7 separate regions of the Mus musculus genome follow, and regions 1, 2, 4, 5, 6 and 7 are each linked to region 3. The links are chromatin contacts, called in public HiChIP or PLAC-seq and promoter capture Hi-C maps. All regions are on one chromosome and are shown on one strand. Each heading gives the region's core, a stretch centred on a gene start, on an enhancer-like site or on the middle of the called end of the contact. The rest is flanking DNA. Distances are from core to core; before and after follow the strand shown.

The links. Promoter capture Hi-C pulls out the DNA fragments that hold promoters and counts their contacts. HiChIP or PLAC-seq counts read pairs in DNA pulled down with a chosen protein or histone mark.
Region 1: a contact with region 3 is called in an H3K4me3 HiChIP or PLAC-seq map of bone marrow-derived macrophages, with 5 times the contacts expected there. The contact joins the enhancer-like site here to the promoter of Osm in region 3. A contact is called at or near these places in 7 of 39 promoter capture datasets (the 3T3-L1 cell line, embryonic stem cells, hippocampal neurons and 3 more), 1 of 15 datasets of contacts at CTCF or cohesin (large pre-B cells), 9 of 484 Hi-C or Micro-C datasets (the HL-1 cell line, Sertoli cells, Th2 cells and 6 more), 8 of 115 datasets of contacts at active chromatin or transcription factors (the 230-238 cell line, acute myeloid leukemia, bone marrow-derived macrophages and 2 more) and 2 of 9 other capture datasets (adipose tissue and embryonic stem cells).
Region 2: a contact with region 3 is called in an H3K27ac HiChIP or PLAC-seq map of microglia, with 5 times the contacts expected there. The contact joins the promoter of Smtn here to the promoter of Osm in region 3. A contact is called at or near these places in 2 of 115 datasets of contacts at active chromatin or transcription factors (astrocytes and microglia).
Region 4: an H3K4me3 HiChIP or PLAC-seq map of bone marrow-derived macrophages shows a contact between it and region 3, with 5 times the contacts expected there. The contact joins the enhancer-like site here to the promoter of Osm in region 3. A contact is called at or near these places in 8 of 39 promoter capture datasets (the 3T3-L1 cell line, the C10 cell line, embryonic stem cells and 3 more), 2 of 484 Hi-C or Micro-C datasets (Th2 cells and bone marrow-derived macrophages), 8 of 115 datasets of contacts at active chromatin or transcription factors (bone marrow-derived macrophages, embryonic basal ganglia, embryonic stem cells and 2 more) and 2 of 9 other capture datasets (adipose tissue and embryonic stem cells).
Region 5: an H3K4me3 HiChIP or PLAC-seq map of bone marrow-derived macrophages shows a contact between it and region 3, with 2.9 times the contacts expected there. The contact joins the promoter of Gas2l1 here to the promoter of Osm in region 3. A contact is called at or near these places in 2 of 115 datasets of contacts at active chromatin or transcription factors (astrocytes and bone marrow-derived macrophages).
Region 6: a contact with region 3 is called in an H3K4me3 HiChIP or PLAC-seq map of bone marrow-derived macrophages, with 3 times the contacts expected there. The contact joins the enhancer-like site here to the promoter of Osm in region 3.
Region 7: a contact with region 3 is called in a promoter capture Hi-C map of embryonic stem cells, with 3 times the contacts expected there. The contact joins the promoter of Nipsnap1 here to the promoter of Osm in region 3. A contact is called at or near these places in 2 of 39 promoter capture datasets (both in embryonic stem cells), 2 of 15 datasets of contacts at CTCF or cohesin (embryonic stem cells and large pre-B cells), 2 of 484 Hi-C or Micro-C datasets (the Ba/F3 cell line and myocytes), 14 of 115 datasets of contacts at active chromatin or transcription factors (the 230-238 cell line, bone marrow-derived macrophages, embryonic basal ganglia and 6 more) and 3 of 9 other capture datasets (embryonic stem cells, macrophages and pancreatic islet).

The regions. Positions count from the first base shown.
Region 1 is chr11:4,824,549-4,828,350 of GRCm38.p6, forward strand. The region is part of intron 1 of Nf2 (neurofibromin 2); the gene reads right to left. Among named protein-coding and RNA genes, the nearest start is that of Nf2, 23 kb to the right of the region's middle. Within about 2 kb of position 1,818, at least 64 of the 459 cell types and tissues checked have an H3K27ac peak or open chromatin away from gene starts, as enhancers often do. A contact at or near this core is called in the HL-1 cell line, Th2 cells, bone marrow-derived macrophages and 3 more, where this site is marked.
Region 2 is chr11:3,537,636-3,541,570 of GRCm38.p6, forward strand. It overlaps Smtn (smoothelin), which reads right to left and starts at 1,657. Exons shown (of 20, transcript NM_001284427.1): 1 at 1,477-1,657. Gm11946 (a long non-coding RNA gene) reads left to right here. Exons shown (of 6, transcript XR_001780145.2): 3 at 1-2,080; 4 at 2,805-3,006; 5 at 3,136-3,551.
Region 3 is chr11:4,234,547-4,238,215 of GRCm38.p6, forward strand. Osm (oncostatin M) reads left to right here and starts at 2,239. Exons shown (of 3, transcript NM_001013365.2): 1 at 2,239-2,367. The coding sequence starts at 2,337.
Region 4 is chr11:4,801,780-4,805,535 of GRCm38.p6, forward strand. It overlaps Nf2 (neurofibromin 2), which reads right to left. Exons shown (of 17, transcript NM_001252250.1): 7 at 1,899-1,974. Among named protein-coding and RNA genes, the nearest start is that of Nf2, 46 kb to the right of the region's middle. Within about 2 kb of position 2,337, at least 94 of the 459 cell types and tissues checked have an H3K27ac peak or open chromatin away from gene starts, as enhancers often do. A contact at or near this core is called in Th2 cells, adipose tissue, bone marrow-derived macrophages and 1 more, where this site is marked.
Region 5 is chr11:5,063,161-5,066,907 of GRCm38.p6, forward strand. It overlaps Gas2l1 (growth arrest-specific 2 like 1), which reads right to left and starts at 2,167. Exons shown (of 7, transcript NM_144560.3): 1 at 2,055-2,167; 2 at 1,677-1,934; 3 at 666-1,318. The coding sequence starts at 1,298.
Region 6 is chr11:5,008,124-5,011,814 of GRCm38.p6, forward strand. Ap1b1 (adaptor protein complex AP-1, beta 1 subunit) reads left to right here. Exons shown (of 21, transcript NM_007454.3): 2 at 1,407-1,469. The coding sequence starts at 1,433. Among named protein-coding and RNA genes, the nearest start is that of Ap1b1, 23 kb to the left of the region's middle. Within about 2 kb of position 1,803, at least 68 of the 459 cell types and tissues checked have an H3K27ac peak or open chromatin away from gene starts, as enhancers often do. A contact at or near this core is called in bone marrow-derived macrophages, where this site is marked.
Region 7 is chr11:4,872,094-4,875,767 of GRCm38.p6, forward strand. Nipsnap1 (nipsnap homolog 1) reads left to right here and starts at 1,858. Exons shown (of 10, transcript NM_008698.3): 1 at 1,858-2,010. The coding sequence starts at 1,913.

The DNA of each region.
Region 1 (3,802 bases), core at 568-3,067, 590 kb after region 3:
CTAGTCGGCCATCACTGGAAAGAGAGGCCCATTGGACTTGCAAACTTTATATGCCCCAGTACAGGGGAACGCCAGGGCCAAAAAGGGGGAGTGGGTGGGTAGGGGATTGGGGGGGTGGATATGGGGGACCTTTGGGATAGCATTGAAAATGTAAACGAGGAAAATACCTAATAAAAAAAAAAAAGGCAGTAGGAGAGAAATAGCCTGGGACTGGAAAGGAGGCAGCCCCAGAACAACATTTAAACAGGCTAGAAGGAGAAAAATTTAAAAAGGACACCTACCTTCATTTCCAGCGTGAACACCTGGTATCGCAGGGAAAAGAGAGAAGGAACACAGAAAAAGCAACACGTTTGGGGGAAAGAGATGAGCAACTGAGTTTTAGACAAGCTGCCTAAAGAAAGCAAGTACCCTGGTAGTATGTACCTTTAATCCCAGCTTGGAACGCCAAAGCAGGCAGATCTCTGAGTTCAAAACCAGCCTGGTCTAGATGGTAAGTTCCAAGTCAACCAAGTCTACCTTGTCTCAAAAACAAAACCAAAACCAAAACCCACAGCAAGCAAGGTAGAGATGCCTTAAAGACATTTAAGCTTCAAGCTCTCTGGGCTAGGAGCTGGCTCAGCTGCATGTGCCACAAAGCTAAAGACCCCAGTTCCTTCTCTGGGACAACAAGGTAGGTGTGATGGTTTGTATATGCTTGACCCAGGGAGTGAGAGTGTCACTATTGTTGGAGTAGGTGTGTCACTGTGGGCTTTATTACCCTCCTCCTAGCTGCCTGGAAGCCAGTCTTCTCCTAGTGGCCTCCAGATGAAGCTCAGAACCAGCTCCTCCTGCACCATGCCTGCCTGGACACTGCCATGCTCCTGCTTTGATGATACTGGACTGAACCTCTGAACCGTAAGCCAGGCCCAACTGAATGTCAGTATAAGAGCTGCCTTGGTCATGGCATCTGTTCACAACAGTAAAAGCCTAACTAAGACAGTAGAAGAGAGCTAATCCCACAACTAATCCTTTGATCTTCATATATGGGCTCCCACACAGACATAAAGTAAATAAATTTAAATTTTTTAAAAAATTAAAGCCGAGCAGTGGTGGCGCACACCTTTGATCCCAGCACTTGGGAGGCAGAGGCAGGTAGATTTCTGAGTTCAAGGCCAACCTGGTCTACAAATTAAGTCCCAGGACAGCCAGGGCTACACAGAGAAACCCTGTCTCGAAAAAGAAAAAAAAAAAATTTAAAAGACCTTCACTTATAAAACAAAACATTCTCAGATGAGACAGGAAGATTACTTAAGCCCAGGAGTTCAAGATAGTTCAGGGTAGTATAGTGGGACCTCATTCCAAAACAAAAGAAAATATTTTGTCTAGTAAGTTTTGTTTTGGTGTTTGTGTTTGTTTGTTTGTTTGTTTTGCCAGACATGTTGGGTTACACCTGGAATCCTAGCCCTTGAGAGGTCGAGGGAGGAAGTGAGCTTTGACTATACACAGAGACTCAAAAACAACAATAATAAAACAAAAAGACCTACAAGTTTTCTGTTTGGTTAATCTCCACCTATAAAAGGCATTGCTTTTCAACATGTTCTTTCTCAAATGTATAAGATCTCCTTTATCTTCCTTTTTTGAATTTCTGTTTCTGTACAAACAAGAACTGTTGGCCAGAGGTGGTCTAGAGAGTTGTCGAGTTGCTGTGGAAGAGATGCTTGGCCTTCTTGGTACAAATCGATTTGCCTGAGCATGATTATTTCCCTGTCTGGTACTGCACTATGCTGATGCTCAGATGACTCACTGTCATTGGAAGATCTCTGTAGACTGTAGGCATCTCTAACTAGGAATGGCATTAGTCATCATCCCCAGTGACCAATGGAGAGTACACAGAGTACACAAGACATCCTACAGCAGCATCTAATATGACTGACTAAGTGACATTAAAACTCAAGGCTCAGAGACTTAGATCATAGCTAGCCCATATATCCATCCCTTATCCAAACAGTGAACACACAGTGTGTCTAGGACAAACAGTGAACACACAGTGTGTCTAGGACAAACAGTGAGCACACAGTGTGTCCAGGACAGGGGTGCTTAAGGTACAGAGGATCGATGGTAACAAGGGACAAGTCTTCACATTTACAGTTTTGAGCAGAAGTCAGCCAAGAACAGATGATCATCACAGTGAGGTTTTCAACACTGAAACAATTGATATGACAGGGATACCCAGGGACTGTTGGGACTCCTAAGAAAGAAAACCCCCTTTTCACAGAAATGACATCTAGACTGACTCATGGTGGAAAAGAGAAGCCAAGAGCAAGATTGGGTTTGAAGAAGACAGCAAGAAAGGGTGTTACAGAGAGAACAGTTTCTACAAAGGTCTAGAACAAAAAGGGTTCTTAGGGGAAATGAAGTATTTTAGTTTTACTGGAAAATACTTCTGAACTTACAAAAGAACCAAAGTAATCCAGTGAAACGGTTTAAGGTAAAGGCACCCTGCCACCAAATTGATCACCTGAGTTTGACCCTCAGGACCAAGAGGAGGTCCTCAGGTGGCAAGAGGAAAGAGATTTCCTCTCAAGCCCAGGAGACTTGAGGGAAGTGGTCTTCACTAAGGAGACACACTGGCTAAGCTGGGTCTTGGGGTGGAAGGGGTTGACAAAAGGTTATGCCAGCCTGATGGCATGTGTCTGCACTTGGGACACACACACACACACACACACACACACACACACACAGATATGAAAAAAATGAGAACTGAACTACAGCTACACATACTGGCACACACCAACAATTGCAATCCTAGCACTCAAAAGCTGAAGCAGGAGGACTGAGTTCAATGTCAGCCTGAGTGCTATAGGATAGAACACAGACATACAGAAGGCAAGTTAAATCATTACACAAGTTGGATACCTCAAGATCTCAGGGCTTCTTTCTAGGAAACAGCCAAAAAGGTATAGATAAGTGACTAATCTGCACCAGTATTTATCTCAAGTGCTGTTGCTGTGTGACCTTGGGCAAGTTATTGAACTTCCTTATGCTTTTACAAGGAGAATAAGCAGAACCTGTCTTAACAGATTGATCTAAGGATTAAGTGCACTCATACATTGAAAAAAGACTAAGACAGTGCTGGGCCCAGAGCAAATAAACACTCAATAAGGGGTAGCTCTTCTTAATTCTCACTTTGCCTCCCTCCTTTGATTCTCAAGTGTGTGCTGCTTAAGGCCTCCCGGCCCCACTTCATACCACAGTGATGGATGACAGGTGGAAAAGGGCACCATCAATTCTCATTGAGCTAACCATACTATCACTCATTTGACAAACATTTATTGAGCACCCACTACATCCTAGTCTTTGTGCTCAGCACAGGAGATAAATGATGAATTCAAGACAAGACACAGTCCCTGTTCCTGTCTGACACGGAAGACAGGTAAATGAATAAGGAAAAACAAATCTGCTAAGTGCTAACAGAACAGGCTGTGCCCAGGAAACTTTAGGGAGGGGAGCTTCACTGAGGAGACACTGGCTGATCTAGGTCTTGTGGAGAAAGCTGACAAAAGGAAGGTCATGCCAGCTTGAAGGAACAGTGTGTCTGCACTTGGGTCCAAGCTGTTCCAAAGTAAAGGAATGTTCTCTGCACTTTTCTAGGGTATGACAAACAGCATGATTTCCAATCTGCAGCACTGAATGTTCAATGCAGGGCTGAATATGTAGCTTGGGCCTGGTACATGTGACAACTCTCATTCTGCACAACTGACCTGGGACCGGGCTGTGTCAGGACACTAGATCAAAGCAGAGATGCATATAACAATAGCACGAA
Region 2 (3,935 bases), core at 407-2,906, 700 kb before region 3:
CAAACCAAGAATAGGTGTTTCTGTTTCAGCCTTACCAGCTTGGCTGCCAGTCTGCCCTGTGGTCTAAGTTGACATCCTGACTAAGCCCCACACAAGAAGGGCCTGTACCTAGATGGAGAAGAGGACTCAGCAAGGCCCACCAAGCCATGCTTACCACCAGGGGGTACACGCCAGTCTCTAGTTACCTGCCATACCCACTCACCTCTAGGGGCCACCGAGCCTGCCCCTCCACCCACCTCCACAAGCTGGGCGTCTGGCTGTGGGCTGAGCCCATATCCAATTCTTACTAAGACTGTCATTCCCACAGGTATGGGAGCTACCTGTGTCTGGCAGTTCTTGGAGCCAGCCTTCAGTTTTGACTCCTTTCCTCCCTGATGTCAGCAGACCTGACCTTGGGGAGCCAGGTGTCCCTCTCTCCCTGTCCATTCACACACTCAGAATTCACTCACAGTTCACTTTCCAACTGGAAGGGCCTTGGGAAGCTGACCCACCCAACCTCTGGACTTCAGGCAAACTGAGAGGATGGGAGATGGTCAAAGATTCATCACAGGGGGTCAGAAAAACTCAGACTCAAAGGGCAGAAAGAACCTAACACAAATCTTGGTGACTTCTGCCTTCTGAAGTCCCCTTCCAAGATGCTGCCCAAGACTCCAGGCTGTTTGTTTCTTGTTCAACCACTGACCGTCAAAATGGATTCCTAAATCTGGTGCCAGTCTCTAGCCCAAATCACTCCTTCCTGGAGTCCCCAGTGTCTCTGGAATTTGTGGTTCCATGGTCTAGCACACCTGGATGTTTTGCTAATGTGGTGACTGAAATGGCCTCTGGACCCCCCACCTCCATTGATTCATCCCGAAATCATCCACTCCCTCTCTACAACAGTCACTTGGTGTGAGTCACCCCATCCGGTGAATGGGTCTGGGGGAGTCCCAGTGCGCACTAGTTGGAGTTGGAAGGCACTGCTAGAGTCTTTACCTCCTAGTCTAGATACTCTGTCTGGGGTAACTACCCCTCCCCAGTGCCCAATCTTAAGTATTGTGGACATGCTATGCTTCTTCATGTTGGGTAAGGGTGTTGTTAGTTCCAAACCTAGGTGATACTCGGGACTGTCTGCTCAGAAATTCCTGCCACTGCTTGCCACCATTCTCATGGCTTCATGCTACAGAGTTTTCAGTCCTGGGGATTGTTAAGGCCCTGCGAGAGATGGGTCAGGATCTGGGAAAGATTCCTCGAGGTATCAGCTCCCTATAGATTAGTGTCTCTGGGGATCGAGAAGCCTCTTCCAAGTCCATAGAGTCTCTTCAAGACTCTTTCCCCAGGGTCTCAGAACTTCAACCATGTGTCTTTGGAGTTCTCGTGATTTGGCTAGGGTTCCCGGACCTGGGAGTTTCAGAATCCCTGTCCAGACATCCAGGTTTCACACCCCCTTCCCCGGACTCATCCGGACTCCTAGAGTAGACCCGAGATCCTCATACCCACCTCTCAGTCCGGCCCGCCGTTCCGGCGCAGTTTCGTGTTAGTTTGGTCGGGACCCGGTAGATGCAGTAGAGACCGGCAGACCGACGGGAGGAGCCGCAGCCCAGGAGCCCAGGCCGGTTCAGCAACGTACCCTGGACTCTGCTGCAGACGCCTGTCCCGCGGCGCCAGCCAGATGGCTGGCTCCGCCCTGCCAAGCTGTCCCAGCCAATTCTCTGTTGAGACACGCCCCTGCTCTGGTCCCATTGGGAAAATTCAATTTTTTAGGACCCGCCCCCAAAAGACTCCAGCCCCTCACTGTACAGGCATGTTGGGTATTGTAGTTTTGGGGACTGCTGTTGCGAGGTCCTAGACATCCTCGGGTGGGCTTCACCAGGATACAGGCTCTAAGCCAAAGTCCGGAATGTGCCACAAACCGGGCAAATAAGTATCTTGGGATCCTGTAAGCCCTGAGCGGTCCTGACAGCCCCTCCCTGCCCTCCTTTTTGTTCTTGAGACCACATCCTTTCTCCGGACTCCACCCACTAGGCGCCTTAGTACACAGACTGCCCAGTCAACTCAACGCTCAAAGGGCGCTTTCGGGACACCTGGTCTGTGCCACCTCAGGGTAAGGAGACTGGGTGACCAGCAGCATTTTGACAATTATTGAGTCGCCCAGGACATCTGAGATGGAGCAGGATCAATCATATCGTACCTTCCTTGCTCATATATGTAGCATGCTCTCCCAAATTCTTTAAAGTCTGCCTCTGAGACCCCCGAAGTTCTAAATAGGGAGTATGAACCTCGCAACTCAACAAATGGGGGAAACTGAAGATCCCAAGGAGACAATACAAAGAGTCAACCAGGAGACCCAAGAGCTCAGACCCTGGAGGGAAAGCTTCCCTGTCATCCTGGAGGCTGTGGAGCCGCCCTACTGGTCTTGCCTAAGAAAAAAGTAGGGTGGAGCCTGGGCAGATAAAGTCTGGAGTCCAGCTTGATAAATAAAAACTGTAAATCAAATAAAAACCATAAAAGCACCAACGTATTTCTTGTGTGTGTGTGTGTGTGTGTTGTGTGTTGTGTATCAGATTATAATATCCATAACAACTTAATGAGATTTGACTGTTCCCTTATACAGATGAGACAAAAGCCTATGGGTAATGGAGTCGAGGTTCATCCCACCTAGCAGGGATTCTAATCTCTGCTAACACTATAATGTGGAACTGAGGTAGGGCTGAGCTGGCTCCTGTAGTCTCTCAGAGAGCTCCAACTCAGATTTCTCCAAGACCAACCTTTACACACCCAAAGAGAGGACCTGTGTCCATTTAAAGTCTTTTTGTTTCCTCCCACAGCCCCAAGAGGTGGTCCTCTCACCTTATATATTGGAAAATAAGACCTAGAGAAGGAAGCCCCTTGCGGGGGAGGCAGAAGAAATGCGCCAAACCGACGAAGACGCCGGCTGTGGAGGTTTCCTAGTCTTCCCTACCTGAGTGGGAAGCCGATTGCTCCAGTGAACCGCCTGCTCGCGCTGGCTGAGATCAATGAATGGCCGAGGTGGGTGCCTGTTTCCGGGATTGTCTATTTAGCGCTGTGCGCCCTCACCCTACCGCTTGTCAGGCCCTGGCCCGTCTCCAGACTGACCTACCTTGCCTTTTTTTTTTTTTTTTTTTTCCTTCTTGCCAGGGATGGTGCCATGTAAAAAGGTATCTGGTAGTGGTGGTGATGGTGATCTAGGCATCAAAGGGCGACCCCGTGCAAGTGGTGAGAACTTTATAATGTAGGCAGGGAAGAGAAAACGTCCCGTGAATGTACAGCAGGCACTGAAAGTCAGATTGCCAAGATAACAACTGTGCAAGACAGTCGGATTCTACAAGAAGGAAGTTGAAACCCAAGGTGGTAATGGCACTATTATCGCAGAATTTTGCCTAGAACCAGAGCACCTTTCCTCCCCTTGTTATTTCTAAGATGGAAGAAATCCTGGAGGGCTCCTCGGAGGTGGATGCTAAACATCATTGAAGATGAGTACAAAGAAAGTCATCAGATGGAAAGACATTTTTCAGAAGAGTAAAATCTGAGAGGCTTGTGGGTAAGAAAAGGAGGTGAGCAGAATGTGGGTAGAATAAGAAACAGGGGTGGTATTATCTGGGAACAGCCAGATGAGAAGGATGAATGAATTTGGGAGGACCTGGGAGGCTTGAGTTTCTGTCTGCTCATCTGTAAAAGCTGCAGAACTGACCGACCGACTGGCTTCCAGGCCTCCAAAGGGCTATAAGAGGAAAGCTCTGGATTCTTCCACATCCAACCCCGTTCCTGGCAGAGTTGGGGGGAGGGGCAGACACATCTCGTGGGCCAAGGGCAATATTTTGCTCCAAAGCTCAAGTCCAAAAATGATGGTTTTACCAAGCTGGCAGCCTGGTTCCCTGAGCCATTCCGGCTTCTTCTGCCCCAGACAGGGCCCGAGCCTGCACCTGGAGCCAAGCCTG
Region 3 (3,669 bases), core at 989-3,488:
GTGCGGGAGGGGGGTGAAAATAGAAACCAGGAAGAAATGGGCTCCTCCGGAAGGAAGGCAGACATGCTCCTTTTGAGATTCCCCAATAACACCATGTTTTACATGATCTGCCATCTAGGGAAGGATGCTGTCTACAGGAGGCCCTGTGGAGGTTCCATGCACACACCACACAATTTTTAGAAGGGTCTGCGGCTTCTGCAGATTTTGGTGTCTTTGGGCAGAGGCCCTCCCATTTTGATAGTTCCGGGAAATAAATATGCACACAAGCCTTGCTCTTGACCTTAGTCCCAGTGGCCTGTCCAGCACAACCCTCTGGCCCCCAGCTAAGACATGCCTTCAGACACCAGGTAAATAAATGCACGCTCTTCCTTTCTTCCTCTCCTTTTCTGTAGTAGGAGGAAACCCTCAGGGTGTTAAGCTCTGAGGCTAGGCGCTGGCCTAGGTTGACGTGGCAGCCCCTTTGACTTTATTTAATTGAATTTATTCCCTTTGACTTTATTTAATTGAATTTATTTATTTATTTATTTGAGACTGTATGCCCAGCTCCTGATTTTGCTTTGAGATCAGTCCCCTTGTCTATCCCAGGCTGGCCTCTGATGCACAGTCCTGTCTCAGCCTCTAGAGAAATAGAGATTACAAATGTGTACCACGCCATCCGGCTCTGGACACCTCCCCCAACTGTGCAGGTGTCCTCCAACAGGGCAAGTCACCCCTTGGCACCTTTATTCTAAACAGAGGAGGTAGTGTATGGTCCATGGGAGAGAGGAAGGAACAACTGAGGTGAAGGAGGGTCTCTTGCCAACATATGGGTTCCGAGAAGCACGACATAACACTCTCCGGCTAGATCTGGGGCTGCTTGGAGCTTCCCTCTGTCTCCTTATCACAGTGAGAGCTTGAGTGTAGGGGTATAGGGACTGTCCCAGGATGACATCACGGATATGAAATGCAGAAGGATCCCTGACCAGGGCCCTAGGGAACAGCACCCTGGAGTGGGCAGAGGTAAGAAATTCAGTAGGAGGAAATGAAGACTTCAGAAGGATCTAGTCTAGACTGTACTGGGGAGTTGCTAACAAGGGGGACACTCTGCTAGGTGCAGAGAATATGTGGATGGGGGCACAGTCGCCTCCTGGATAGGGAGTGGGGGGGTTGTTGAATGAATATATGAGGGCCAACAGCAGGTACAGCCTAAGGATGCTCATTCTAGCTTGGCAGATGTGCTGTGGCTTCCAAGCATGGCCTGTGGATCTGGCTCAGCCTGGGCCTCAGTCCCTCAGTGCGGAGAAGCAGAAGACCCACCCATGATGGATCGCTATCTTTCAGAGAAAGTGAAACCTTGTGTCCAACTGTCGCAGCTCCCCCACCCCTCCCTCCAGCTTCCCCTCTGAGCTCACAGCTTCCCGGTCTCCCCCGCCCCCTCCATCCCATCCCCTGAAAACCAGTACTTGGAATTCAAGCCTAGTCTTTTCTTTTTTCTTCAAAGGCTTTTTTGCCTTTTATGTCCATGTTGGCAGTGACCTTGAGGGGTGAACCAAGGAGTGCTTTTCTCTCTCGCTTTCTCAGGTGGGGCTCAAAGTAGCTGAGTGACTTGCCTCAGACAACACAGCGACACAGCGTGTCACAAGCTTTGAACCCGTTCTCTAATTTCTCTTGCTCCAAGGGTCCTAAAGGACCCTGTCTACAGAGAGAGGATCTGGGATTGGGAAGGCTGGGCGAGGACAGTTAATAGAGACAATGGAAATGAGTTGGGCTAGAAGATGCTGACCTGGGATTAGAGGCACAATCTTTGGGGCCCAAGTCTGGCTCTGTGCCCAGAGCCTGGTGGTTTCCGCTCACAGATGTCCCGACAGCCCAAGCGAGAGGGTGGGAAGGGCACTCAACAAGGAAGATGTCTGGCTCCCTTTAGCCCTAAACCTTCGTGTCCTAGGAGGTTGGTAGTTTCTGGACCAGGGGTGGCCTCCCTTGCAAGTCGTGCTCTGACCCCTGGACTGATCCCTGAAGATGATACGGACCCCCGTGCTGCCCGCTCACCCCAAGAAGGCTGAGGCTGCGGTTTACATCATCCTTGGGCGTGGGGCTGACCTCGAAGAACGAATTCGAAGAAAACGGGAGGAGGAGCGGGCATGTCATGGCGCATGGCGCCCATTGGCCGCCTGGGGAGACTTTGGTTTTTGGGGTCATGTTCCCAGAAGGCCTGCCCTTCCCCCTCCCCCTCCCCACCCACCTCACGAGATGTTGGCCAATCGCCCCGTCGGGCATAAAGTGGCTGCCAGCCTGCAGGACACCCAGCCAAGCTGTGTCACCCCTGAGAGGCACGGGCCAGAGTACCAGGACCCAGTATGCAGACACGGCTTCTAAGAACACTGCTCAGTAAGTACTTCCTTCCTTTCTACCATCCCAGGGCGCAGCTGGGCCAACTGGCTGCTGTAGGCACCCTCTGCCCTTGGGAGCTGTAGATCAAGTGAAGGATGTGGACGAGAGGGAGAACTAGTAGGGCAGGGATCCACTGAGACCCCAGCATAGCCACAGGTGGAAACGTAGTATTTCTGGAAGGTATTCCAGAGGGAGGCGTGAGAGAGACCATGCCGGGGACCAGGGCATGAGGGAAGAGGAGAAAGAGTGAGAAGAGTCTGGAGAAGCCCAAGGCAGGTAGGGGATGAGCAGAGAAGGAAGTTCCAGATCTGCGCGGAAATGGAGCAAGGGGCTCACTTCTTGCTCTGATTCAATTCTCGGGGTCTGGGGCAGATGCAAAGTCAGCCAAGCCAGAGGTCCTTAGATCATCCCGCCACTCATACAGCCACACCCACACGGGGACAGGCAAGCAGAGCCATCTATGTGGGAACAGGTCCTCCCTCTCAGTAAGGTAGGAAGTCTCACCTGCAGACCAGAACCCCCGGTGACCGGGGCAGGTACTGCAGTGCCTCACCTAGGTCTACGGGCACACCCCCACAGGCACTGGTCCATGTGCACCTGTTACAAGCTCGCTGTGGACCCTCACTGGCAGTGTAGCTGCAGACACGGGGGAAGATGGGGAGGGGACTTGTGGTTGGCACGCCTGGGCTACAGGCCCTCCCCAGGGGCGAGGGGGTGGGGTGGGGTGGGGCTGGTTGGTTTGTAGGAAGGGAAGGATGGTGTCGTAGCCTTCCGGGCCATTGCACCACAGGCCCCTTCCGACCACGTGGCTGCCGGTGCCTGTGAGGGTGGGGGCCTGCGAGCTGGAACTATGATCATCTGCCCTCACCCCTACAACCTTCTCCTGGGCTCCCAGCAGTCCTGGTGTGTGCGTGTGTTAGGGGTTCGTGTGTCGGTGGCAGGAAGGGCAGGGCGAGTGCTGAGCATGGGTGACCTGGACAGGCTTTCCTCTCGCATCTTGCTCACCTTTCAGCAGAATGGCCGTCAGCACTGGCTGGCCCAGTGAGTGGAGAGGTGCTTTTTCTGGCTCTGTGAAAAGAGCTTAGGTGACCTGCTGCCCTGGGGCTGCACCTCAGGACAGACCCCTGGTCAACTCTATTCTGCCTACAGGGAATGTTAAGGTCTATAAAGTAGTCAGGAACTTAACCTGTCAGTCTTAGGACAGAGCTAACCCTTGTATGAGGCCAGATATCTTATAGAGGACTCTCTTGTCTGTTCGTTATGCCATAAAGTCAGGACAGGGATGCTGGAGGCTACAAC
Region 4 (3,756 bases), core at 1,087-3,586, 570 kb after region 3:
ATCTGCCTGCCTCTGCCTCCTGAGTGCTCAGATTAAAAGTGTGTGTTACCACTGCCTAGCCCAAGAAATCCATTTTCTAAGGATTGCAAATGCTTTTTTCTTTTAAACAATTAATGTTGGTGGTGGGCAAGAGACAAAACCACAGAAATGCATTAGTCTAACCTCAAAGAAACAGATGTCAAACACAAACTAATAAAACTTTTAATTATTTAATACTTACTAATTTGTGTGTGTTGTGTGAATGCATGCTTATGCCACAGCACACATGTGAAGATCATAGGACCATGTGCCGTACAGTAAGAACAAGAGTTCTCTCCTTTCACCGTGTGAATTCCATGACCTGAACTCAGCATGTCAGGCCTGGCAGCAATTGCCTATCTACTACTCCATCTCACTGGCCCTCATGACACACGAGAAACAACCTTCTGCATTCTTTTTTATTCTTATTTTTTTAAAGATTTGTTCTTATTTTGATGGTTTTTAGTTACGTATTTCTGTGTCTGTGCACATAAGTGCAAGTGCCCTCAGAATCCACAGGCCTCAGATCCCCTGGAGCTGGAATGTCAGGCAATTGTGAGCCTCCCAAACCACGAGCTGGGACTTGAACTCAGGTCCTGCTACAAGTAAAATATCTTTTAGGCCCTTGCTTATTGTGGTAGTACATTTCAGTGTGCCCTGGTTTTTTTGTTTGTTTGTTTGTTTTTTGTTTTGTTTTTAAAGTTTTTTTTAAGATGTTTATTTATTGTTATACATAAGTACACTGTAGCTGTCTTCAGACACCAGAAGAGGGCGTCAGATCTCATTACCGGTGGTTGTGAGCCACCATGTGGTTCCTGAACTCAGGACCTTTGGAAGAGCAGTCAGTGTTCTTAGCTACTGAGCCATCTCACCAGCCTTTTGGGTTTTTTTTGAGACAGGGTTTCTCTGTGTAGCCCTGGCTGTCCTGGAACTCACTCTGTAGACCAGGCTGGCCTTGAACTCAGAAATCTGCCTGCCTCTGCCTCCCAAGTGCTGGGATTAAAGGCGTGCACCACCACACCCGGCTTATGCCCTGATTTTTAATGCAAAAAAAAAAAAAAAAAAAAAAAATCCACAAAAACCTGCATTTAGGAAACAAATTAAGTAGAAAGCTATCCTAGAATACTGAAATCATGCTTAATTCAATTTACTCAACGTTAACATAAAGGCTGTCTGTAGGACCCCAAAAGGGGGAAGCAAAGAGTTTGTGGGATAGTCCAGGGGATGGCTGCAGCTGACCTTCAATGGCTACTCCTCTGTAGCCAAGCTTCCTGGCACCCGCCACCCAGCAGTGAGGAAAAGCCCGGTACTTGGCATGTGCTCCTCTGGAGGAAGCCATGAATACCGCAGCCAGCAGCCAAATCCCCCAACGAGCGAGAAACACGCTCTAGGGCCAGACCTGAACAGAACACAAATGCCTTTCTCTGCAGAGGCATGGTTCCCGGAGGCCTGCAGACCATTAATGGTCTGAATAGAAAACTAATTAGCCTCACAGTGAGAACAAGAGTTCCACCCAAACAAATTAGGAATCTCTAAGAGCAGTGGGCCCCGGGGAAAGACATTATTTCCAGGTGCTCCTTGGATTTCCCAAGAGGCCGGAATAATCAAACATTACATGGCCAGCATTCCAACAGGTCTCTGCTAAGAAGAGAACCGGGCCTGAGTCCCTCAGGGTACCAATGACACTTAATTTGATCTATTTCTGATCTAATTCGAAGCCCCAAATGAAACCAGGCTCTCGACCTTGTCTTCCCGTTTCTTCTTTACTACTGAACCATAAAGACTCTAAGCACCCTGGGATGAGGAAGTGACCCATCTGCCTGTGTGGCCTCGACTCAGTCTTTCTGAGAGCCAGGGAACTGGGGAAGGAGTCAACGCACCCGGATTGTAAAGTAGTTCACACCATACATCTCCAGGTCCTGAGCTATCTTCAAATACTCCATTTCAGCTTCATCCCTGTGAGGAGAATAGAAGACACCATTATTAGGGCTAAGTGACAAGGATGAAGGACAGACTCTTGCCAAGTCAAATATTCTGAGCATGCCTCTGGTGAGATAGAAGGGACCTGCAGAAGATGAGACAGACCAGACACAGCAACACTTTTCTCAACCCAGAGATTCCCATCCCCGTGAAAATAAGAAAACAGATTCATTACACTGACTCTTGGCTTCAATTTCACACTCTGGCCTTGGTAAATAGTGACATCTGTCTCAAGTGATTTAAAAAAAAGAACGTGGGGGCTGGGAGTGTAGCTCAGCAGCAAAGCACTCACTCCGCATGCGCAAAGCTCTAGGTTCCATCCCCGGCATTGGCAGAAAGAAAAAACAAAGCCACAGTGCATTCATTCTTTCCGACCTCAAATGCACGAAGTCACTGCCTGTCTCTGTGTACTTCCTTAACCTAGAGCTTCAGTAATGAAGGGGCCTCTCTAGAAGCTGACAACACCCACTTTCCTGGTTTTATCTCTTGGGTTACTGCTGAAGATTAAGGCAAGAACTATCTGAGCCATAAAACCCAGGCCAGTAGGTGAATGCTTCTGTGTTGTAAGTCGAGCTTAAAGCAAGCTCTGGATGCAGCAGTGACTTGCAGAAAACTCCCTGAGAGGTAAAAGTACTGAAGTATTTAACTCAAGCTTCCCTGTGACCTTGTTCTTGTCCTCTCTCTCATCTCGAAACACTCTCGAATGGATTTAAAAATTCACCCTGAGAGAATGCCAAGTGTTGGCAGGCAGGCGGAAGAACCAGAAATCACATACACTGCTGATGCAAAGTGATTCAATTACTTTGGGAAACTATTCAACATTACCTATAACAGCAAAAACCAAGAAACAACCCAACAACCTAGGAGTCTTTCAACAGTAGAAGGGATAAATAATCTGTTATAGTAATATACTGGAATTCTGCACAGTCATGAAAATGAGGGAAAATATCACTACACGCCATGCACTCAAATCTCACAAGATGATCTTGAGGAAAAGGTGGCACTAAAAATAGAAATTGGTTTTATTTATCTAAAGTTTAAAAATGGTTGATGGTGGCTTATGGGTGCAGCTCAGTGGCAGAATAGTTACTTGCCTAGCATGTGAGAGACCTTGTATTTCATCCTCAGTGCTACAAAATAGTAATATAACAATGGACAGTAAGGGAGGGCAAAACTAATCGATGTGAGCACTAATTAGAAATTGGGGGAACTGGGCTGGGCACGGTTACACAAGCTTTTAATGCCAGCACTGAGCAGAGGCAGGTAGATTTCCGTGGGTGAGGGCCAGCCTGGAGAACACATAGTCAGCTCTAGATAATGACTCAAAAAGAAAAAGAAAGAAATTGGTGAAATAGGTATCTCTGAGTCATCGTCTAGTTCTTACTTACCATTTTGTGGTAAATAATCAAGTAGTATACTCAAAATCTGTCTATTTGGTGGGTATAAACAAAAAATAAAGATACAGGAGCTAGAGAGATGGCTCAGTGTTAAGAGCACTGACTGCTCTTCATGAGGGCCTAGTAATTCCTAGCACCCACCAGAGTCCCACAACCATTCAGTTCCAGTGCCCTCTTCCGGCCTCCTCAGTCACCTTGCATGCACATGGTACACAGACATACATGTAGGAAAAATAGCCATATACACAAAATAAATCTGAAGAAAAAAATATAGCAGGAAGCTGATTTGAAGGACTGGGGTAGGGCGCCTAACACAGAGATGATCAATAGCTGAAACTACCAAGGGAATACTTAAAACAAA
Region 5 (3,747 bases), core at 917-3,416, 830 kb after region 3:
AACCATCGGATGCCTGACTTGGGCAGGCACATCATAGTCCTAAGCTCCTGATAAGAAAGAAACTCTTGGCCCAGTTGCGGGGGTGTCAGGGACACATCGGTCTTGGGAAAGGCGGAGGGAGCTGGGGGTCTGTACCTCCTGTGCTCCCAAGTGCACCTCCTGTTCCCAGGAGCAGTGGTAGCGGGGCCAGGCTCTCTATCAGGGCACCAGGGTTGGTGTCTTCCCAGACCCTCCTTGTGTACCAGGCTTCTTGCCAAGAGCTTCCTACATATATAGCCTCAAGCCCGGGTAGCGGCCACTCAGCCCCAGGTCTGAGGCTGCCAATGCATCTGCCTGGCACCCCCCAAGTCACAGTCCTCCAAATGAAGGAAAGCACTCAACTTAGTTGCCGCTCATTTAATACTAAAAGCTGATCTCCTGCCTCAGACCCACCTGAGCTGTGTGGCCTCACTCAGCACCTCTGCCTCTCTGAGCTTATTTCTTTGTGGCCAGGTACACACTTGGCAGTCACCATATGTACTCTTAGTGGGGAAGGCTGCTGAGAATGGGCCCCTGGAGGCTTAGGGTTGGGGTAGGTATTAGCTCTGCCATCTGGTCCCCTGATGGGGGGGGGGGGACGGGACGGGACGGGATGGGACACCCAATGTGGATATCAGAAGACTCACCAGCTCATCAAGGTTTCGAAGGTCATTGGGCGTCATGCGGGGTGTGCGGGTGGGAACCCCTGGTACAGTGGCAATTTCAGTGACATCCTCTTCAGCAGCAGGGACGCTGGAAACCTGAGGGGTAGCTCGAAGCTCCCGCTCGATCTCCTGCTCGAACTGTACCAGCCTCGGGGCAAGCAGGCCAAGGCGCGCCCCACGCCGGGCGACCTCCAGCAGGCAGAGCACCACACTCTTCTCGTTCTTGCGTAGCACCAGGTCCTCTGTCTCAAACATGAGCACTTCAGGCACGCCCAGCTCAGCCCGGCACCAGCCGATGAAAGAGGCCACGTTGTCTCGGGCCATGAAGGAGCCAGGCGCCACACTGTGTGCCTGGAAGGCCACACCTCGGGTTGGACGGGCAGCAGCCAGAGCCCGGGCAGCCTCGGTGACAGCGTTGGCATGTTGGCACAGGGTTGTGCCTGTGGCCAGCCCCGTGAGGAAGCCATCGCCACTGCCGGGGAGACCTAGACTGTACAAAGCATTGAGCCAATCGGCCAGGTCTTCCTTCATGGCTTCCACATAGGCCTCACTGGATCGGAAGGGTCGCACACTCTTGGCGGCAGAGCCTGCGATGCCCGCCACTGGGTTCGCCATGCCCAGAGCCAGTGGAGTCACTGTGGGGACATAGGTCAGGATTGCTGTGAAGACTCGAAAGGGTTCAGAATGGTCCACCTCTACCAGCCCGCCACTCAGGGGAGACGCTAAGTTTAAGAGCAAGCTGTGAACAAGCAAACGTAGCACCACATTGTTCTCACGGTGCCATGACCTGCTTTAAGGGACTCAGTAACATTTACACCATTGTAGTGTTTATGTTTGCTGTCTGGCTGGTCGGGAGAGGGTGGCTGGGGACAAGTTGGCACCCACGAGGAAGAAATGCCATTTAAAAACATGAAGACATGTGGGTAGGGAGGGACAGGAGAGGAGCCTCGCCCAGAACCACGGAGAGACTGTTTCCATTGCTCAGCCCATAACCTGCACGAAGTCCCGCCTTTCCCTTCTCCTCTCCGCTAAGGGCCGCGCCACAGGCTGAGCGGCGACCGCGTCTCCATTCTACAGATGAGGAAACTGAGGCGCAGTAAGGGCAGGCATTCGCCGAAGGTCGCAGAGCAGTGGGTGGAGGAATCGGGTCACCCAGGCAGGCCGGATTCCTGCTGCGAAAAGCCGCCCGAGCTGGTGCCTGAAAGGCCGGGACTCCGAACGGCCCCCGCGAGCCTCCGCAGTGCTCGAGGCCTGGTCCAGAGAGGGTGAGTGCCCAGTCAGGGTCACACAGCCCTGGGAAGCAGAGAGCCCGCACCGCCCGGCCCACCTCCAGGCACTCTGGCTAGGGCTCCTGGGGGTCCCCGCGCTCACCTGGCTCACCCCGCCGCCCCGGGGAGCATCGCCCCGGCGGGGCCGGAGCCGGGCCGCGCCGCCGCACACAGGCGTCGCCCGAGATCGCTGCTTCCAGGCGTCCGCTCTGCCCCGCCCCCCTGGAATTTGGATCCGGCCAGGAAGGGGCGGAGCTGCGCTCTTAAAGGGGCCGTGCCTTTCTCGGGCCTTAGGCCCTAAGGCATCACCCCCACCTCACCCCCCCTTTAACTCCGGGTCTGGGTCTTCCTAGGCGGGGTTCAGATCCTTTCAGCTGTCCTTCCCCCGTGACAGTGGCCTCCCCGGAAGCGATAGGGGCCGGGGACTGCAGAGTCACCTCCGTCCCGGGTGGACCTCTGCAAGTCAGATAACTGGGTGCTCTTCCTGCAGGACGGCCCAGGGATAGCTTAAGGTACAAGGACGATGAGGCTCAGGGATCGGAAGGTGGCTGCGGGTTAGGTTAAAAGAGGGGGTGTGGCAGGGGCAACTACACGCCTTAGGAGGAACCTGGAAGATCTAGGGAATCCTGCCCCCTACTGTCGCCCGAGAGAGGAGTGAGATGCTGGAGAGAGACTGGAAATCTTGTGGGGGTGTGTGGACTTAATTTTAACTCAGATCAAGGAAGGAGGCGACGGAGGAAGCTGAGAGTCATCTAGAGGGAAAGTTTTTCACACTGAGGAAGCCTATCTCAAAAAAAGGAAAGGAAGGAAGAAGGAAAGAAAAATGGGTAGGTTTGCAAGGCTGAAGTGGTGAAACATTAGGGCCTTGTGGACCATGCTTTTCAAAGGTCATGGAAGAGAGGTTTATTTGTTTGTTTTTTTTTAAAGATTTATTTATTATATGTAAGTTCACTGTAGCTGTCCTCAGATACTCCAGAAGAGGGCATCAGATTTTGTTACGGATGGTTGTGAGCCACCATGTGGTTGCTGGGATTTGAACTCCGGATCTTCGGAAGAGCAGTTGGTGCTCTTAACCACTGAGCCATCTCCCCAGCCCCCGGTTTATTTGTTAATTATTATTAAATTATTATTGTTGGAGTTTGTTGTGGTTTTGAGGCAGGATCTCACTATGTAGACCAGGCTGGCCTGGAACTCCCTATATAGACCAGGCTGGCCTCAAAAGTCATAGAGATCTGCCTGTCTCTGCCGCCTGAGTGCTGGGATTAAAGGAATGTTCCACCATGTCATTACTTTTACAGAGTTCTGCTATGTAGCCTGAGCTGGCTTTGAACTCATGGTGTGCTCTCTCTGTTGGGATCCCAGGCCTCTCTCTAAGGAGGAATTTAGGAGAGGCTGACGTAGCAGCCATAAGGGCTCCTGTAACTGCTGTTGTTGCAGCGTCAGGGTCAGGGTCAGGGAAGCCTCTGAGGGAGGCAAGTGGTTTAGGTTGAATGGGGAGAGGGGATGCTGGATCTTGACTGCCTGTTGAAAACTGATGATGTATGTTAGTGAGGTGAGTGTGTGAGTATAGATGAGGGAGAAATCCCAGGTTTGGGGGTGAACATTGTGGACACGGAGTTGTTAAACAAAAAAAAAAAAAAAAATAACACCTAGCAGGGAGTGAAGTCCTGAAGAATTGGCTATGGAGACTGAATTCTAAGTGAAGGAATTGAGAAATGACTTGTCCTGGAACAAGCAGTAATGAACCGTCATACCCAGCAATCATCTTCAAAATAATCTGATACACCGATACTTTT
Region 6 (3,691 bases), core at 553-3,052, 770 kb after region 3:
ATGGCTAGAGCTTTTCCCTGCAGAGCCATCTTGCCTGTGTCCCTCCCACTTCCCTTTACTCTCTTAGCTGTTGATCAAGAGAGCTGTTGAGCACAGAGTAGAGGCTCAGTAAATGCTTGCTACATGATCATGGGAGCTTCAGTACTTTCTCTGACTCCCTGACTTCTACAGTGCTTTGCACTACAAGTTCTATGCTGGATATTATTTTTAAAAAAAAAACAAAAACTTGACCAGACAGATGTGAGAAGCGCTGTTGTCACAGTGTGCCAGACTCCAGCCTTTGAGAGATAATAGTAGATGTTTAGAAACTTGATGGGAGTTGTGGGAAGAAGACACCCCCCCCCATTTCTTGAGATTTATTTAGGGGGCTGGAGAAATGACTCAGCAGTTAAAAACACCAGCTGCTCTTCTGGAGGACCCTAGTTTGATTCTCAGCACTCACATGGTGACTCACAACTATCTGCAATTCCAGTTCCAAGGGACCTGATGCCCTCTTGCCTCCACAGGCACCAGGGACTTCTGCAGTACAGAATGTACAGATGTACATGCAGGCACAACACTAGCACACACACATACAAATTTTAAATAGTTAAGTATTTATTTTAGGGATATAAAATATCCTGAGTGAATGCATGTGTCCTTGGAGGCAGGAAAAGTGTGTTTGGGTCCCATGTAATTAGAGGTGGTTGTCAGCCGCCATGTGGGTGCTAAGAAACAAATCTGGTGTCCTCTGCAAGAGCATCCAGTGCTCTTGACTACTGAAACATCTTTCCAGCCCCCTCCCTCACTCTTAAACTTTTCATTTCTCACGGAAATTTGCATCCCTGAGGTGAGGATGGCCCCTGAGCTTTGGTGAGCTGAGCCCACAGCTGAAGTGGAGATTTAGAACATTCTAAACACAATGAATTCTACAGAGGGCGGAGCTAAGACTGCCTGGCAAGAGATGTGTATTTCTAATCTATGTTTTCGTCTATAGTTATCTGTGACTGTGTGTTTACTGATAGTCAGGAAGTTTTTTCCAGTAGTATGGTCATAGATAATGATACTGAAAAAGCCAGATGACCTCAGGCTCCCATTCTGTGGCAGATTCCTAGAAGAAAAAGTGTGTCAAAAGATATTCAAGGGGGAGTGGGTGGGTAGGGGATTGTGGGGGTGGGTATGGGGGACTTTTGGGATAGCATTGGAAATGTAAACGAGGAAAATACCTAATTAAAAAAAAAGATATTCAAAACACTGATAGATTCTTCAGTTACCCTCCAAAATGAGACCAACCATAATCCAACAGTTCATTTGCCTGTGAAATGAGATAAACAGCTATCTTCCCTACTTGTGTGTTCTGGATCCCTGTACATACGCTGACTGAAAATGGAATAGAGCACAGATCCACCCTCTTCTCTGTCTTGCAGAGTCTGGCCACAGATAAAGGACCAAAATGACTGACTCAAAATACTTCACCACAACCAAGAAAGGTACTGTATGTTTCACCACAGACCTGTGTTACATCCCCCAGGTCTTGGGGAGCACGGGGAAGGTGGGTGGGGTCTGGAGGCAGCATGGAAATTGATGATGTAAAGACCTAAGTGTTCCTTTTAGAACCCAGACAAGAACAGTAACACTAGGCATGAGGGGAAGTCTGTGTCTTGTTCCCCATGGCTTAAAAACATTAAATATAATCTCTCTCCCTAGAGAAAGTGCACAGCCTGTCAGCAGCCCTGCTTGGGGGTGGGGTGGGGTTCTTACCGCTGAGCTTTATTCTTCATGTTGTAGCAGCTGTTTTTACCCTGTTAGTCATTCAACATCCTCATAAGCATTTCCCAGCAGTCCTCATGACTCAGGATTAAGCCAGTTAAGTTGCTGCAGTGCAGTTTACTAAGCTAGGTTAATGTCTTTGGACAGTTTATTCCTTTTCTGTTTTTAAAGAAATGGTGGAAGATGTTGTGGCTGGCAAGTATGCTTTATCCTCTCTGTCCTGCCCTTCCTTATCTGTCCTTTCTAGTGCCTGCTGACAAGGGTGAAAAGATCTTAGTTTTCTTTAAATGTGTGTGTGTACATACATATTTGTATGTTTGCATGGATGTTTTGCCTGTATGTCTTCACCCATGAAAACTGAAGAGGATGTTCAATCCTCAGAATAAGAGTCACAGAGTTGTGAGCCACCATGTGGATACTGGGAGCCCAAACCCAGTCCTGAAAATGCTTTTCACCACTTAGCTGTCTCTCCAGTTTTTACTTAACTTCGTTGAATCACTGAGTTGGATCCCAAAGTCTGCCCATCAGCAGGCATTTTACTCACTAGTCCAGCTGTTGCTTAGTTTGGTAAGACAGCCTTGTCACATGTGCTGGATCTCAGCTTGGGAGGCAGAGGCAGAAAGATCAGAGGTTAAAGGCCATGCTTGGATACATAGCAAGTTCAAGCCTAACCTGTTTTATGGGAAGCCCTGTTCTGGATCCTCTCTGACTATGAGAGAAATTGAGACAGTGAACATAAATAGACATTCCTAGATTCAAATCTAAATCTGACACCCTGGATCAGTTATTGATTGTTTTTCTTGTTCAAGGACTTGTTTCTCTGTATAGCCCTGGCTGTCCTGGAACTCATTCTATACTGCCTTGAACTCACTGCCTCTGCCTTCCAAATGATGGGATAAAAGGTGTGTGCCACCACTGCCAGGCTTCTGGGTCCTTTTTTTTTTTTTAATTTTTTATTAGGTATTTAGCTCATTTACATTTCCAATGCTATACCAAAAGTCCCCCATACCCACCCACCCCCACTCCCCTACCCACCCACTCCCCCTTTTTGGCCCTGGCGTTCCCCTGTACTGGGGCATATAAAGTTTGCATGTCCAATGGGCCTCTCTTTCCAGTGATGGCCGACTAGGCCATCTTTTGATACATATGCAGCTAGAGTCAAGAGCTCCGGGGTACTGGTTGGTTCATAATGTTGTTCCACCTATAGGGTTGCAGATCCCTTTAGCTCCTTGGGTACTTTCTCTAGCTCCTCCATTGGGAGCCCTGTGATCCATCCATTAGCTGACTGTGAGCATCCACTTCTGTGTTTGCTAGGCCCCGGCATAGTCTCACAAGAGACAGCTACATCTGGGTCCTTTCGATAAAATCTTGCTAGTGTATGCAATGGTGTCAACGTTTGGATGCTGATTCTGGGTCCATTTTTAAAGTGAGGGCCCATACAAAGAAGATTGTAATAAAAGTCTGAAGAGAGTTAGGGAAACTAGGATTACAACTCTGTTGAGACACAACAGCACCAATCTGGGGGTATAGTCTTGCAGGTAGAGGGAACTGGTTGCCCTGTATGGGATTCAGGAACCAGGCATAATGGCTGTTTGGGGGGCCTGTTGGAGAAAGACAGCATCTCAGAAGCAGTCTGCCTGAGCTTACCTCACTGGTGGATTCTTAGGGCAGATGTGACTGACCTCCACCCATCAACACACACTTTGAGTAAAGCAGTGACATCTCTGTGAGGACAGACTCAAGGCTGTCACTGCTGCTGGGTCCAGGTGCCTCCTGCAGGAGGAAGATGTGTTCCTTCATAAACACGAACCACAGGATCTACAGAGTTTCCTGGCCCTGTTAAGCAATGTCCTTAGTGAGTCCCTGCTCAGGCTTTGCTAGGTCATCATTTTCAGGCAACTGTGTTTACTGTGTGTGTGTGTGTGTGTGTGTTCATGATTTA
Region 7 (3,674 bases), core at 608-3,107, 640 kb after region 3:
AAATTTAAATGGCTGGGTTGAGGATAGCTCAGTTAGTGTTGGAAGCCGACTCCTAGCAGAAAGCGGCTACCATCTCTGCAGCCATCTTGGGCTGTTTACCTACAGGTGGTGCTTGTCCACCCTGACAAGAGACTGGTTTTCCTAGCAGGCTGGTTTTACAAGAAGCCCACCACAGCTGAACACACTCTGATAACATCTTGTTTTTCTCCTATACATCCTGGACTTGTGGTTAAGTGTCTCCAGCTGCACCCCACCCCAGCTTGTGCTTATATATACCCATAGCTGCCTTACAATAAATGAGACTGGAGACTGGAGACTTGATCAGACAGGCTGTCTTGTCTCCACTCCATTCTTCACATCTCTTGCCCCCTCAGTTCTCTCTCTCTCTCTCTCTCTCTCTCTCTCTCTCTCTCTCTCTCTCTCTCTCCCTCTCTCTCTCTCTCTCTCTCTCTCTCACCCTGTTGTCTGACCCACGGACTGGGTCACGTTAGTATAAGCCCAAAGACCTTAGTTCGATTCCCAGCACCACAGCAGGAGAGGTTGCTTGTAATCCCAATGTTGGGGAAGCATAGACAAGGAGATCCTTGGGGCTCACTTGCCAGTAGCCTAGCTGATGGAGGGGGCGGGGCATGGCTAACATCTCTGCCTTGGAGGTTTCAGTCAGCAGTGATTGGAGTGATTTGTCTGCTCCACCAGGCCTTGGCTGCCAAGAAGTACAGATAGGACTTGTTCAGCCAACCTTTGCTGTCTCAAGATCTTAGATGAGACCTAACTTGCCAGACTCACAGTTTGAAGCACTCCGGAAGTTAGTTATACCGGCTGTAAATCCCCTGCACCGAATTACAGTCGGTGGCTTGGCATCCTCCCCCACCCCACTCCCCCGTTGGTGTGTCTCTGTCCCTGTGTCCCCCAGGGGATCAGAAGGGATCCATCTCTGTGTGGGCTGAGAAAGCAAATATAGAGCCTCCAGGTGAATAGACAGTGAAGAGAAAATGTTTTTTGTTTGTTGTTTTAATTCCGTAGTCTCTTTTTGTTGTTGTTTTGTTTTGTTTTATTTTGTTTTTCGAGACAGGGTTTCTCTGTATAGCCCTGGCTGTCCTGGAACCCACTTTGTAGACCAGGCTGGCCTCGAACTCAGAAATCCGCCTGTCTCCCGAGTGCTGGTATTAAAGGCATGCGCCACCACTGCCCAGTTCGTCTCAGCCTCTTAAGTGCACCATCACACTCGGGCTTTGGAGAAAGAGCATCCTGCTTGCTCAGAGTCTTGTCCATCTGTTTTAAATGGTTAAAGAGACAGTTCTGCCTTTAAAAGCTCTTGGAGGAGACCTGAGTTTGGATCCCAGTACCCATTAGAGTGCCTCAAAATCTCCTTTAAACTCCAGTTCCAGGATATTTGAGGCTTCTGGACCCCCCCCAGGCTCTCTCTCTCTCTCTCTTTTAAAAATTGTTATAGATTTTGTTCTTTTGAATAGACAAATATTGTCTGTTGATGCCTTGACACAGAAGAACACAAGATGTAGACAGAACATTTGCCAAGCCATGTGTGAGGTCCTGGGCTCCACCTCCAGCACCCAAGGAGGAAGGGAACTCACATAGTTTGTGAACAATTTTAGGGGTATAAAGACTGTCTTTAGTTTATCCTCAGAATGTCCAGGACATACAACCCTGCGATTATCGAGATGAATTCCCAGGTACAGAGGGGAAAAGGTCGTTGAAGAGAACAGAACTAGTTAGCTGCAGAGTTTCAAGAGCTCGGAGGTGTGGGTATGGACTGTGCAACTGTAGAGTTGGGGGACTCCCACCTGCTTGTGTTTGAAAGGGAAGCTGGCGAGGGGAGGGCGTGGTTTTCTCTAGTCCTGCCCCCAGCCACTGGGCTGAGGCGTGGCTTTCCTCCAACCTGCTCCGGTCCAACATGGCTCCGCGGTTGTGCATCATCTCTGCAGCGGCACGGCGGCTATTCACGAAGCCGAGACCCCGTGCTGGGGACCTCGCGGCTGCGGGTGCTGTGCGGTGAGAGGCCGACGGGGCTGACTGCGTGCCCGGAACAGGAGCAGGGGAGGGGGCTGGAATGAAAAACAGACTCTCGGATTTGGAATTGAGGGGTTAGAGGCAGAGAGCTACCAGGATGTAGGCCTGAGGCTGAGAAAGAATGGGGAAGGTGAAAAGGTATGGGGATGGTTTTGGTTTTTAAACAGGTTCGTACTACATGTGATTCGACCTCGGAATCTTCTTGCCTCTGCCTCCCAGATAGTGAGGGTGTGCACTACCATGCCTAGCTGGGCAGGTTCTTTGTCCTGTTTGGGACCTGGATCTGGGCTGAGAATAAAAAATGAGGTGAGTGGGAGGGACAGGTTTTGAGCCCTGGATCCCGGACGAAGGCAGAGGATATTGGCAGCCTTTTGCCTGGCCTTTGTGGTTTAGCACGCGCTGGGGTCTTCTGAGCCAGCAGAAAGTTTTGGAAGGAGAGGAGGACTGGGGGTACGGTGGGAATTCCCAAAGTGATTCCGCACCCTGCTTTGTACAGGTGGGTCAACAGAGTGGGGTGGGAGCTGTTCAAGGTCAGCGTCCGTGCCATGTGGAGGCAGCTCTGGATGTTAGGACCCAGGTCTTACGATGCACTCTGCACTTTGTACCACGGCTGGTGGCCTCCTAGGAGAGAGGCTCAATTCTGGCTTTGGAGAGCTTGGCTTCCTTCCCCTGACTGGCTCTGGGCTGCTCCTCCCTCCTCGATGCCACGCCCGGTGCTACCCCCATCTCTGCACCTATCACCCGGAGCACTTCTGACCCTGCTCTCCTGTTTCCCCAGCCCCACACCCTCACAAGTTTTAGGACAGGGTTTGTGCAAAAAGCATTAGCTAAAGAAGTGGAACACCTGCCCTCACACCTGTGGAAAGGGACCTGCGTTACTCCTGCCCCAGCCCAAGAATGTGGCCATGGAGTTCCGTTAGATCGCTGTGCACATTAGGAAAGCACGGATAGAAGAGTTGGGACGCGTGCCCTTCACTTCCGTGCTGGGTAATGAGAGAGAAGCCGACAATGGGAAAAAAGCCTAGAGTGTACCTTGTAAACTCAGCCTTTTCTGGAGGGATGACCTTGGGTAGGAGGAGAAAATAGGATGTGTCTGATAGCCTTGTTTTCTATTGCTAGGAAGAGAACTCAGGAGTTTAGGTATGCTAGGCTAATGTAGTGCTCTCTCCACCAAGTAAACAATGACATCTCCAGCCCTCATTGGATTAAAGAGACCATGCTTATGCCTCAAACAATTTCTGTCATTGTGAGAAAGGATATCCAGAAAAATAATCTTTTATAACATTTAAAAAAATATTTTAAGCCTAGAGGTGGTGCATGACTTCAATTCAAGCACTCAAGGCAATCAGATCTTGGAGTTCAAGGCCAGTCTGGTCTACAAAGTGAGTTCCAGGACAGCCAGGGCTACACAGAGAGACCCTGTCTCAAAAACCAAAAGGAAAAAAAAATTATTTTGGGCCAGGTGTGGCAGCATGCACCTTTAATTCCAGTACTTAAAAGGCAGAGGCAGGAGGATCTCTGGGTTGGAAGCCCTCATAGTTCTACATACCCAGCTCCAAGACAGTTAGGACTACATAGAAAGTCAAACAAACAAAAGTTATTCTGAGGACTAGAGACATGGCTCACACTTCTGAGCACTGGCTCTT